Linked DNA regions of Anas platyrhynchos: region 2 is linked to region 1. The links are chromatin contacts, called in public Hi-C maps. All regions are on one chromosome and are shown on one strand. The core of a region is the stretch at or near the end of the contact, and the rest is flanking DNA. Distances in the headings are between cores, read along the strand shown. Region 1 overlaps CARHSP1 (calcium regulated heat stable protein 1). Region 2 holds the start of LOC139998767 (lysosomal dipeptide transporter MFSD1-like).

The links. Hi-C and Micro-C count contacts between places; a contact is called where the count stands out from the background.
Region 2: a contact with region 1 is called in a Hi-C map of subcutaneous adipose tissue, with 3 times the contacts expected there. The contact joins the promoter of LOC139998767 here to the enhancer-like site in region 1. A contact is called at or near these places in 5 of 8 Hi-C or Micro-C datasets (F1 follicle, liver, skeletal muscle and 1 more).

What each region holds. Positions count from the first base shown.
Region 1 is chr15:6,728,915-6,733,733 of IASCAAS_PekinDuck_T2T, forward strand. It overlaps CARHSP1 (calcium regulated heat stable protein 1), which reads right to left. Exons shown (of 4, transcript XM_027469499.3): 4 at 1-194. The coding sequence ends at 32. Among named protein-coding and RNA genes, the nearest start is that of TMEM186, 14 kb to the left of the region's middle. Within about 2 kb of position 1,952, at least 3 of the 8 cell types and tissues checked have an H3K27ac peak or open chromatin away from gene starts, as enhancers often do. A contact at or near this core is called in subcutaneous adipose tissue, where this site is marked.
Region 2 is chr15:6,761,952-6,767,129 of IASCAAS_PekinDuck_T2T, forward strand. It overlaps LOC139998767 (lysosomal dipeptide transporter MFSD1-like), which reads left to right and starts at 3,291. Exons shown (of 8, transcript XM_072024000.1): 1 at 3,291-3,347; 2 at 3,841-3,946. The coding sequence starts at 3,291.

The DNA of each region.
Region 1 (4,819 bases), core at 702-3,201:
CCGCAGCAGCGGCGCTGCCTCTGGGACGCCTTCAGGAGCTGATGACGTGCCCCGACCAGGTCTCGTGCTTGGTTCCTGGGGCGAGGTGGGTAATCACGACCTCCACGGCCTGAAGCTTCTCGTTCTTCGGAGGAATGGTGCACACCTTGTAGGTGACCTCGTCGCCTGCCACGGGAACATACTCGCCTTCAATGCTGTGGGAAGAAAGCTTCAGTTAATCATAACTCACACACTTACTTAAAGTTTTATCACCACAAATGCTGTATGTGCTTAAGATACTTCAGCTTTTCTGTTTGTTTTAATAGAACCCACCAGTCATCAAAGCTGAGGTTGATTTTGGTTGTCTCACAGTAAAATCCTATGAAATTTCTGCAAACAACACCAGATTAGAAAATAATAAACAACTTTACATACAACCTCTAATATGACTTAAAAAAAAAAAAATCCACTGGACCCAACTTTGGACAATACTACTGTGAACCTCAGACCTTCACACGTTCCTATAACCTCTTACTCATTGGCAGCACTAGGGGGCAGGGCTGACACTGTTCAGTGTTTTGTTTTGGGATCTGTGTTTTTTTTTTTTTTTTTTTTTTTTGTGTGGTTTGTTTTTGTGTGTGTGTGTTTTGTTGGTTTTTTTTGTTTGTTTTTTGTTTTTTTTTTTTAAACCTATAGGAAGTTGGTTCCCCACCCTTTCTTAAGGTTATGACGCTTTGTTTTGTTTTTTCCCCCCTCCTCCTTTTTAAAGAAAGATTGTTCAATTGTAGTCACTGATTTTATCTTCAGGTTACTCCCCCATCACATGCAGTTTGCCTGGGGCGTTTAAAAAAAAAAAATAAAGCAAGCCCAAGTACAACAGCGTCAAATGATTTAAAATCACTTGCTGGGAAATAAATGAATAATTAAATTAGTTCTGTGGCCCTGATGTGTTCCACCAAAAAAGCTCTCCTCCAGCAGCCAGTCACCCATTTCTACCAATCCTCTCCCAGTGTGAGGAGCTGGGGTACTGGAGGAGCTGGGGTACTGGAAGAGGTGGGGTACTGGACACCTCGCACTCCACATTTGTCACTGTGTTTGAATCTTATCTGGAAACAGTGGGAAGTGACAGAAAGGCTGGCACCTTCTACCTAGAGTCACGTACTGAGGAGATAGCACCGCAAAGGGTAACAGCCTCCTCACTTCCCTGTTCAAGATCAGAGCTTTTTAATAAAAATCCCAGCATGTGCCACTGCAGACATGGAGAGATGCCTTCCAAAACCACATTTTCACAATTCTTTGACAGGATGCTACCTCACCCTTCTTTAAATATACCTACACAAGCCTGTGCTCAGGATTCCCTTCTCTGACAACACAGGCTCTTGATTTCTTTTTGTTTAGAGGCTTTTCAGCATCTCACAGCAGCACCGCACACCATCTGCAGCTAGAACAGGCCAGGTGAATAGATCACATGCTAAATATAAAATCTGGATGCCTCGTGCACATGACTTGCTTGTGTACTTTTTTGAGCGGGGTGGGGGGTAGTCCAGAGAAAGGGAGAAGAAAAAAGAGGTCTTCTAGGTCAGGACTGGACAGTTGTGTTTGTTATTTGCCTTCACTGGGGGCATGTTCACAGCACCCAGGAATTTTACCCTGCAAATGCTTCTGTCACTGCAGGGGCAGAAGTTACATGTAAAGGCATTCCCAAGGCCTGTGCTTTGACACATGTTCCTCAGGTCCTATCTCCCTGGACTAACCTCCAGATTGCAGGAATCAGACCCAGGAGGGCACGTCCTAAGCTGAACTCTTCAGAGTGGTGCCTGGGAAAATGGCAGTAAATTGCAGGCAGAAAAAATATTTACCCAAAAGCCAAGATAAATCCTCCTTCATCAGTCCCGACAGCCCTTTCCTTACCACAAAGGCTGATCTGGCTGACCTTTATTTACTTCCAAAGTCCCCTGGCCAGCCTTCAGGCCAGCCCTGCGTCACACTGCACACACCATGGTCGAGCTCCCACCTCTAGATTCTTGCTGTGTCCGACTCCATCAGTTATTGCCTTTATCTATAACCCTCACCCCATTTCTAACAGGTCTGATATTTCTTTTAGCTGTGAAGGACTCGCACACCCAGTACTGACTACTCTTTTAGGAGCAGAGATTCATTAACCTTTCTTACTGCCAAAGGATTCTGGCCACCATGCTTAGCCCTGACTTTGAATGAAAGAATTTCATGCAAGGATGGGAAGAGGTTACTTGTACTGTCTAACAGCTGGAGAAGTAGACATGAAACCTCAAGAAGAGATGCAGGAGAGGGTCAAGCCCTGACTAAAACTGGAATTCCATGTAGAGAAATGACAATATCTCCCACCTGGATCTCTTGAATGAACCAGTAGGTTCGATCCTGGTAAGGCAATGCCCCATTGCCATGCTGTTCTTTTATGCTTTCTCAAGTACTGATCACTGCAAAGCAGCAAAAAAGCAATAAAGCCATGGGCTGCACTCCAGAGCAAGACAGAAACGTGCCCCAGTGTCTCAGCTGGCCTTGAAGTCCTGGCAGGACCTTTGAGAGAGTTTCTGCCACAAATGAAGTCAAGGACTGTCCTGTGTCAGAGGCTGAGCGTCCTGCTGCTGCTCCGCGTTAGCACAGCTAAAACACAAACTAAGAGTTCGGTGAGGGAGAGCACGTTCCTGACAGGTTGTATTAATTGGTACCTGAGAGCCTAGCATTGATGGCAGCAGCCTGAAGCCCTGCAAGTAGCATGGGAATACCCTGGGGACAAGGAGCCAACCCAGTGCAGGCAGAACTGCCCAGCCATCCTGCACCCCTGTGACAGACAAATTTGGCATCAAAGGCAGGGACCAGGACACCACCACCACAAACACTAGAGAAAAATAAAGTGCAACTGAACACTTGATTGTTCTGAGTGCAGTAACTCATGAGCATCAGCTACATGTGCATCATGCTGCTGCAGTGCTCATGCATACAGATGAATGAACCCTCAGTCCCCCAAACCAAAGGACTGCTGTTATCTGAGCTAAAAACACACTGCCACGAGCACTAACACACAACACAACCCCATGCAGGGCAGCAGTCCCAGCTGAGCAAGGTAACATTTTTTGGTGGAAGACACTACCACACAAAAGCATTATCTACGCAAAAAAACACCGGACTAGCAAAGAACAGTGAACAGAACCATCTCCCAGCTCAGATGTAATGAGTGTAGACAATACGAGCCGGTGCAGAAAGTCTGCATTGACTCAAGTGCAGCTGAGCCACTGGAACAAATTGTAACGAAACGTGTTTCTTCATCTGGCCTCGAGCAGCGGGACCATCTGCAGACAGGATTTCAGGGAGCAGAGGCAGAGCTGTTACTTGAAGCTGGAGCTAAAGCAGCGTCTCGTCCTGACCTTATGGCTGCCCGCCCCACAACCCCAAGCCTCACTTTTGATTCCTGCACAGAAGATGAACACGCAGAGCAAGCAGCGAGCTCGGAAGTCACTGCTTTGCAGGAACCAAACAAAACGGATGCCCTGCCCAGGAAAAGATCTGAAGTTTGGCTGAAAAGTCTTTTTCACAAACAGGAACCTTACATGTTCTCTAAAAGCTCCTGTAAAACAGGATGAGATGCAGTTAGCAATATAAACATTTGAAAACTGCAAAAGGTATTAGTAGGTGGGGCTAAGCGAGAAGGAAAGTGGAGTCACACTGTCTGTTGAAGTGCCAGAGACATACCCATACATAAGGACAGTGTTTTAAGCTCCTGAAAAAAAATAAACAAAAAGCAATTAGATATCACTTATTCAAGTGATATCTAAGTGAGGAAGGAGTACAGCTCAAGAGCTAAAAGTGATGTGGCTTTCGTTGGGATGTGTTTGGCTTAAAATTGAAATATGAATATATACCAGGATGGGCTCTGGTAAGAAAGGGGTTGCAGGTGCACTGGTAACCAAAGTGGTGCTGTTTTTTCCATGAAAATAAGAAGCAAATTGGTAGGCACACAGCAGTGGTACGCCTGACGTACAACAGGCTGCAGTCAGGGAGAGGAGAAGCAACGGGACCAAGCCAGACTACAGGACGTGCTCTCAGCTGTCACTGAGAGCCACCGCATCCCGTGGCAGTTGTTAGACCACAGACCACTGGCTGGAGTATCATCTACTGTCCCTCGTCTGCACAGAAAATAAAAAGCGCATTAACTCATTAAAAAAAAAAAAAAAAAAAAGGCAAGTTTCTGACCCAAGATTCTTAAGCTTGAATCAAGAGGTTAATTACTCCTGTTCCTTTCACCTGTGAGGTCACATTAGCCCTGAAAAATGCACAGCCCTAAGGATTCCCCTGAAAAATACACTTTTCTCCACTAGAAAGCACTTCTTACAGGATCAAGCATTATTCTGACAGCATCAGATCCTTTCTTGTTTTTTTACCTTATTCAAACTGACACTACAAGAGACTGAAGCTTGTGATAAAACCCTCATTCCATCCCAACACTCCTTTTTCTCATCCCCTAGTTTGTCTCTTTTTTTGCTTGACCTGATCAAGACCAGGACTGTCCTTTGCACAGCTATGTGAGAAGGCTGTGGCCACACAAGCAGCTTGAATTTCGTACTGTTTTTAGCCTTTAAGCTTGTCTCCCATAGAACAGATATTCATTTTTATTCCTGCAGCCTTCTGGCTACTTGTTACTCTTGGTGCCTACCAAATGCACGATTAACTCATTGTCCCCAGTGCATGTGAAAAGCGAGAGGACAAAAGTCTCGATTTGCAGCCTGATTACACCTGTTTGTGAACAGTGTAAGAGCACAGTGCCCACCAAATGCTGCTTCTGGAACAGTGGTACTGGGTACAT
Region 2 (5,178 bases), core at 2,041-4,540, 34 kb after region 1:
GGGAAACCTTACTGTAGCCCTTCGTTGTGTAAAGGGGGCTGTGAGGAAGTTGGAGAGGGGCTCGGTAGCACTGCCCGAGGCAGAAATGTTTGGCCCCGAGGGCGGCGAGGCCCTGGCCCAGGCTGCCCAGAGCTGCGGGTGCCCCATCCCTGGCAGCGCCCACGGCTGGACGGGGTTGGGGCACCCTCAGCTGGTGGGAGGTGTCCCTGCCCATGGCAGGGCTGCGAACTGATGGTCTTTAAGGCCCCTTCCAACCCAAACCATCCCCTGGCGTTATGAAAAGTGTGCTAAAGAAAGGCTGATATGGGCAGAGAGGTTGGTCAAACCCAATGACTTTCCAGAATAACCCTGGTAAATCTTCCTCGATTTTGCAGTAAGAAGGATGAGCAACTTGGCTGTGGTGCCAGCTGATGAGAAAGCACCTGCACGTGCACTTAGTGCAATCGTTTGGATACATTTGAGGTCTGCATGAACCAGAGCTGTGTAATCTGCCACAGCAGGGCCTGAAGTGGAGCTGCAGCAAGACAACTGATGAGACAACACAGGATAGTTACAAGGACAGATGCTCAGTTAATCGTCACAGACGCTCCTAGGAAAGCAAGGGTGACTGAATGATGCTGCATCAGAGAAGCGGCTGTCTTCATCCAGTGTCGTCACCAGAGACCAGCACCAGTTTCAGAGTGCAAGAAGCTGGGCTACAGGTACTACTCATGACCCTCAGAAGATCATTTCAAAGCAAGGTGCATCCACTTATGCCCCAAATTGACATAGATCCTTATGGAACCTGCAAATTATGCAGAGCTATTATACACATGATTTCTCACCAGTCACCTCACCATCTGAACCAAGCCAAAAGCACCATCCAATCTGTTTTCTTGGCTGGCCGGCATAAGGGATAGAATCCTGGAACAAGTTTTAGCCGTGCTTTTATTTGCGCACAATTTTCCTAGCTGATAATAAGCCACAATACTTTAGAGCATGGTTTCCAGAAGATCACTTAGACACTGAATTATTGTTGTTGTTGTTTTCCATTTATAGATACCAGACAAAGCATGTACTTGTATCATTACAAAGGTAAGGTTTACAGAAGGCAGAAGTATACAGACTTTTAGCCAACCATAATCAAATAAGAAACAGCACTGTGCAACTTGTGGCAAACTGCCATAAACAAATAGTGACACGGGGCTTCCTTTTTTTTTTTGGGCGGGGGGAGAAATAAGCAAAAGTCCCCTAACAGAGTAGTCAGTGCTTTATCTTAGGGGTCTAGGGGAAACTGCGCAACATGAAGTAATCAGCTTTCTATGTCAACCACAAGGTCTTCTTTCAAAGTATCTTACCTCTCTGTGTTCTTACCCCTCTGGAAGATAAACAGGGATAGGACTGATGACTTCTCTTGCTTCAAATATTAATTGTATTCCTGGAAATCTTTTCTGTTTTGCTTTGTGTAGCCAGACTGACTTTTTTTTATAGGTGGAGGAGGTTGAAGGGAAAGCATTACGTAAGTGAGCACTGTTCAGAGCAATTCCTCCAGGCACATGGGCTGGGATTAAACCCATGCTTTCCTCAAAAGTTCTGAGTTGTCCCTCTTCCTTTCCCCTCCCTCTCTACTCTTCCCAAGCATATGTGCACAATATGTGGGAGATAATGCAACAATGTACGTCCACAGTCATGAGGCTGTTTTTTTATATTGGATTCTGGGTTTGGGGGACTCCACGTGAGTGTGTGTACATGCGTCACGGTTAGGAAATGCAATTTTGCCTGCTGCTTTTTCCACCAGCTGCTGCGAACAGAGAGGTTCCAGCATCCCCCTGAACTCTGACCTGCCTCCCTCTCCCTTTCCTTTCCCCCAGAACAATTAAATCATGACCAGTTAATCATCTTCAGCTCACATGCCTACCTTGTTCTCTCCGTTGCTGGCGTGGGGTGGGCAGCAGGGCAGCGTTGGCTCCTTTCCCAGGACACGGGCAGGACTGGGAACCCTGCCCAAGGCCACTGTTGTCAGCGTGGCCCAGCAAGGCACAGCTCACAGCTAGAAGGAGGGCAGGTGGTGGTCCAGAGCCACGGGGTTCTCCTGCATCTCTCCTTCCCTGCTGCCTGGTCCCCTGCTTACTGAGACATGGCTCTGGGCTCCTGCAGGGACTGAGCACTCCCCTCAGCAATCCTGACAGGGAAAAAAACAGGATTTCTTGATAGCATAGCATCATTATACCACTTTTCATTCATTTAATGCAATTACTTACACAATTTGAGACAAGGAAATGAGTGTGTAGGGGGGAATGTATCAGCTAATGTGATTCATTAGTAACGGTGGGTGAAATACGTCCCTGCGCAGCAGCAAGGATGAGGTGGCTTGAACAGGTCTTCAGTGGTTAGGTGCGTGCTGGTGCTCAACATGCTGTCCACCACTATTAGAACAGCATAAGTTAGTCTGGAACAGCTCACACACCACAAAGGCAATCCTGATTCCCAGTTCCTGCTTCTGGACCAATTTTTGGCACTACTTCATCTACAAGATATGGTTGGCACAAGCACAAATAGTGTAGGCTGGACATGAATGAATTCTGCCTGGAAATAAGAAGCAGGCTTTCAATGATTAGATTAGATTGTAGCAGAGAATAATAGGAGGATAAATACTCTTAACTCCTTTGAGATATGAGTATTCAGATGTGTTCAGAGTGCTCTGTTCCACTTTATGGTCTCATGTCCAGTCACAATGCCAACTGGAAATTGAGCATTGCAACAGCAATGTGCCAAACTCAAAGTATGCAATCCAGCTTTCACTTAAAGCTGTTTACTCTACAACTGGATAGAGTCATTCTATTTTATAAGATCCATTTTTTCATAGCCAGTATCTGACAAGTTATTATATGCTCTCACTATCTTAATCATCTGTAACTTTGAATCATGCTTTAGATTGCTTCTATTCAGTTTGCAGAGCGTAGGAATTGAGGACATCTTTCCTATTCTCAGATAAATCATAGCAGCAGGATCAGGGAAACAAAATGTTCTTAAAGATACATAAATCTCCTTCCATGGATAGGATTTAGAATGCAGGTAATGCTAATTACAGATAAAAATAAACTTGCAAACGCTTTACATATTTGAAATGATGAAAACAAAGGCCCAAATTGTCATTTGATCATCAATAACACAGCAGAGCAAGAATAGCACTAACGTAACCTTCTCAACAAGAACTTAGCCTAACATCTTTCCACCTTTCCCTCACGTGGAGGATTTAGCCCCCAGATTTAGTTATCGTATCCTGAGCATTTTTAATAGCATGATGCGAGATGAGTCCCAAACCGACCCTCACAGCCAAACTTGGGACACTATACCACGGACAAGGAGTAAGTCGGCTTTCCAGTAAGTTGGCCCCGGGTCGTAACCACCTCTCCCATTTTATACTCTGGGAAGGTGTGCCAAAACCCTACCAAAGAGCTATCACTTACCTCTTTACGTGGTAAATAGCGAGAGATGGCATGAGCTGGCCTCTAACAGACTTATCTTCTTATGGTCATTCTTCCTTTTCTTAAACTAAAACATTCCCAGGCTCCTCTGCCCATGATTTGCATGTAGGTGAAATTCAGTCATCTTTACTGGGAAGGGAGGGACTCTGTACCAGTGCAGAAGTCATTAGTGAGCAGCTTGGTAGGCAGACATATCCATCGACTCTCTGACTTTGGGAAATTTTTTCTGTTGCCCAGCATGTCTTCAGGTTCTCCTTCTAAAGAAAGATTATGTTACGAGCAGCAGAATGCCTTAGATGGCTTACAGAAAGTGGCGTTAGTGTGAAGTAGAAGACTATTTCCTGCTGAGTGAGGGCACATCTTTTCTTCGCAGAGGATTCAGGACATCAGGCAACTTCCCCTTCGCTACTGGCTCCTGGTTCTCACCATCACATTCTGCTACAAAGGAATCTTCCCCTTTGTGGCAGATGCCAGGAATTGTTCTATGGCCACATCCCCACTGACTGACACAAGCCTATCTGAGCCCTGCAGACCCTTGATTTTTAGTTGACTGGGAAATATGGGGATAATATGGTTTTTCCTTCCACTCCTGAAATGCAGATTAACATATTTTTAACACTTAGTTAAAGAATATGAGGGTTCTTTGACCTTTTTTCCCCTTCAAAGACAATCTGAGATGAGGGAGGTTTCTGAAGCAAGGTATAAATAACTTAAAGGGAAATGATTCATTCAATATATAAAGCTTGGAACACTGCTAAAGGAGGAACAGAAGGATTCGGGAGAAGGGGAAGAAACACTTTAATTAAAAAACACTTCAGAGACATCTCACCTTTGTGCTAGTGTAGCAAACTGCGTTTAGAGATGGGTGAGGCTTTGGCTTCACAGGCCTCGGGCAGTTCTGTCCTGCACTTCCAGCGCGTTGTCTGCAGTGCTTGGAACAAAGCGAAGTTTTCAGCAGCCCAGGTCTGGAAGCGAGGAAACCTTTGCATCCGAATGCAAGTCTTGCAGACTTCCTTTTTCATACCTTCAGTTGCTTAAGACAAACAGCGAACCATTCAACTAAATGAGGCCTCCTATTTCTGTCCTGGGGTTCTGCTTCAGACTGTCATTTTGCAACTTTATTCCTACTTCTGAAATGTGGATGATGCGGCTTCTATCACATAATAATTGTGAACTTTTATACTAACAAAGGCCTGTAGTAAAAAACATGAAAATTATTTTGGTAGTATTTCATTAGTGAGGTATCGTAAGCCACCCTGAATGGGTGAGGAATGAAGAAATGTTATCAGCTGTTGTAGCAAATGTAAAATCAAGTTATTAATAGTAAAACAAAGAAATTCAAGAGGGCAAGAATAATCAAGGCCTTGATGAGATGGACTTTCTGTGAGTTGCCTTCTCATTTTAACTGAAAACAGTTACATCTGAAAACACAATCCCCATTTTTGCAATTCTGCCTCCTTGCATTCTGTTGTGCAGCAAAAGTCAAGGCACTGTCATGTTTCAAGCACCTCTTCTGGCAAAATACGCTCTGCTGCTTCTCTGTTGGAAAATAATGGTTTCAAGGCCACTCCTTGGTGAATTCTGTTGCAGTAAAACTTCAGGGGATGGCGTTGTTTCATACTTTGATGACAGCACAAGCTATAAAGGCTAATTATTACTAACAGTAAGTAACAACGCAAAGCCAGACTAGGTTTAAGGAGGTACAGGATCT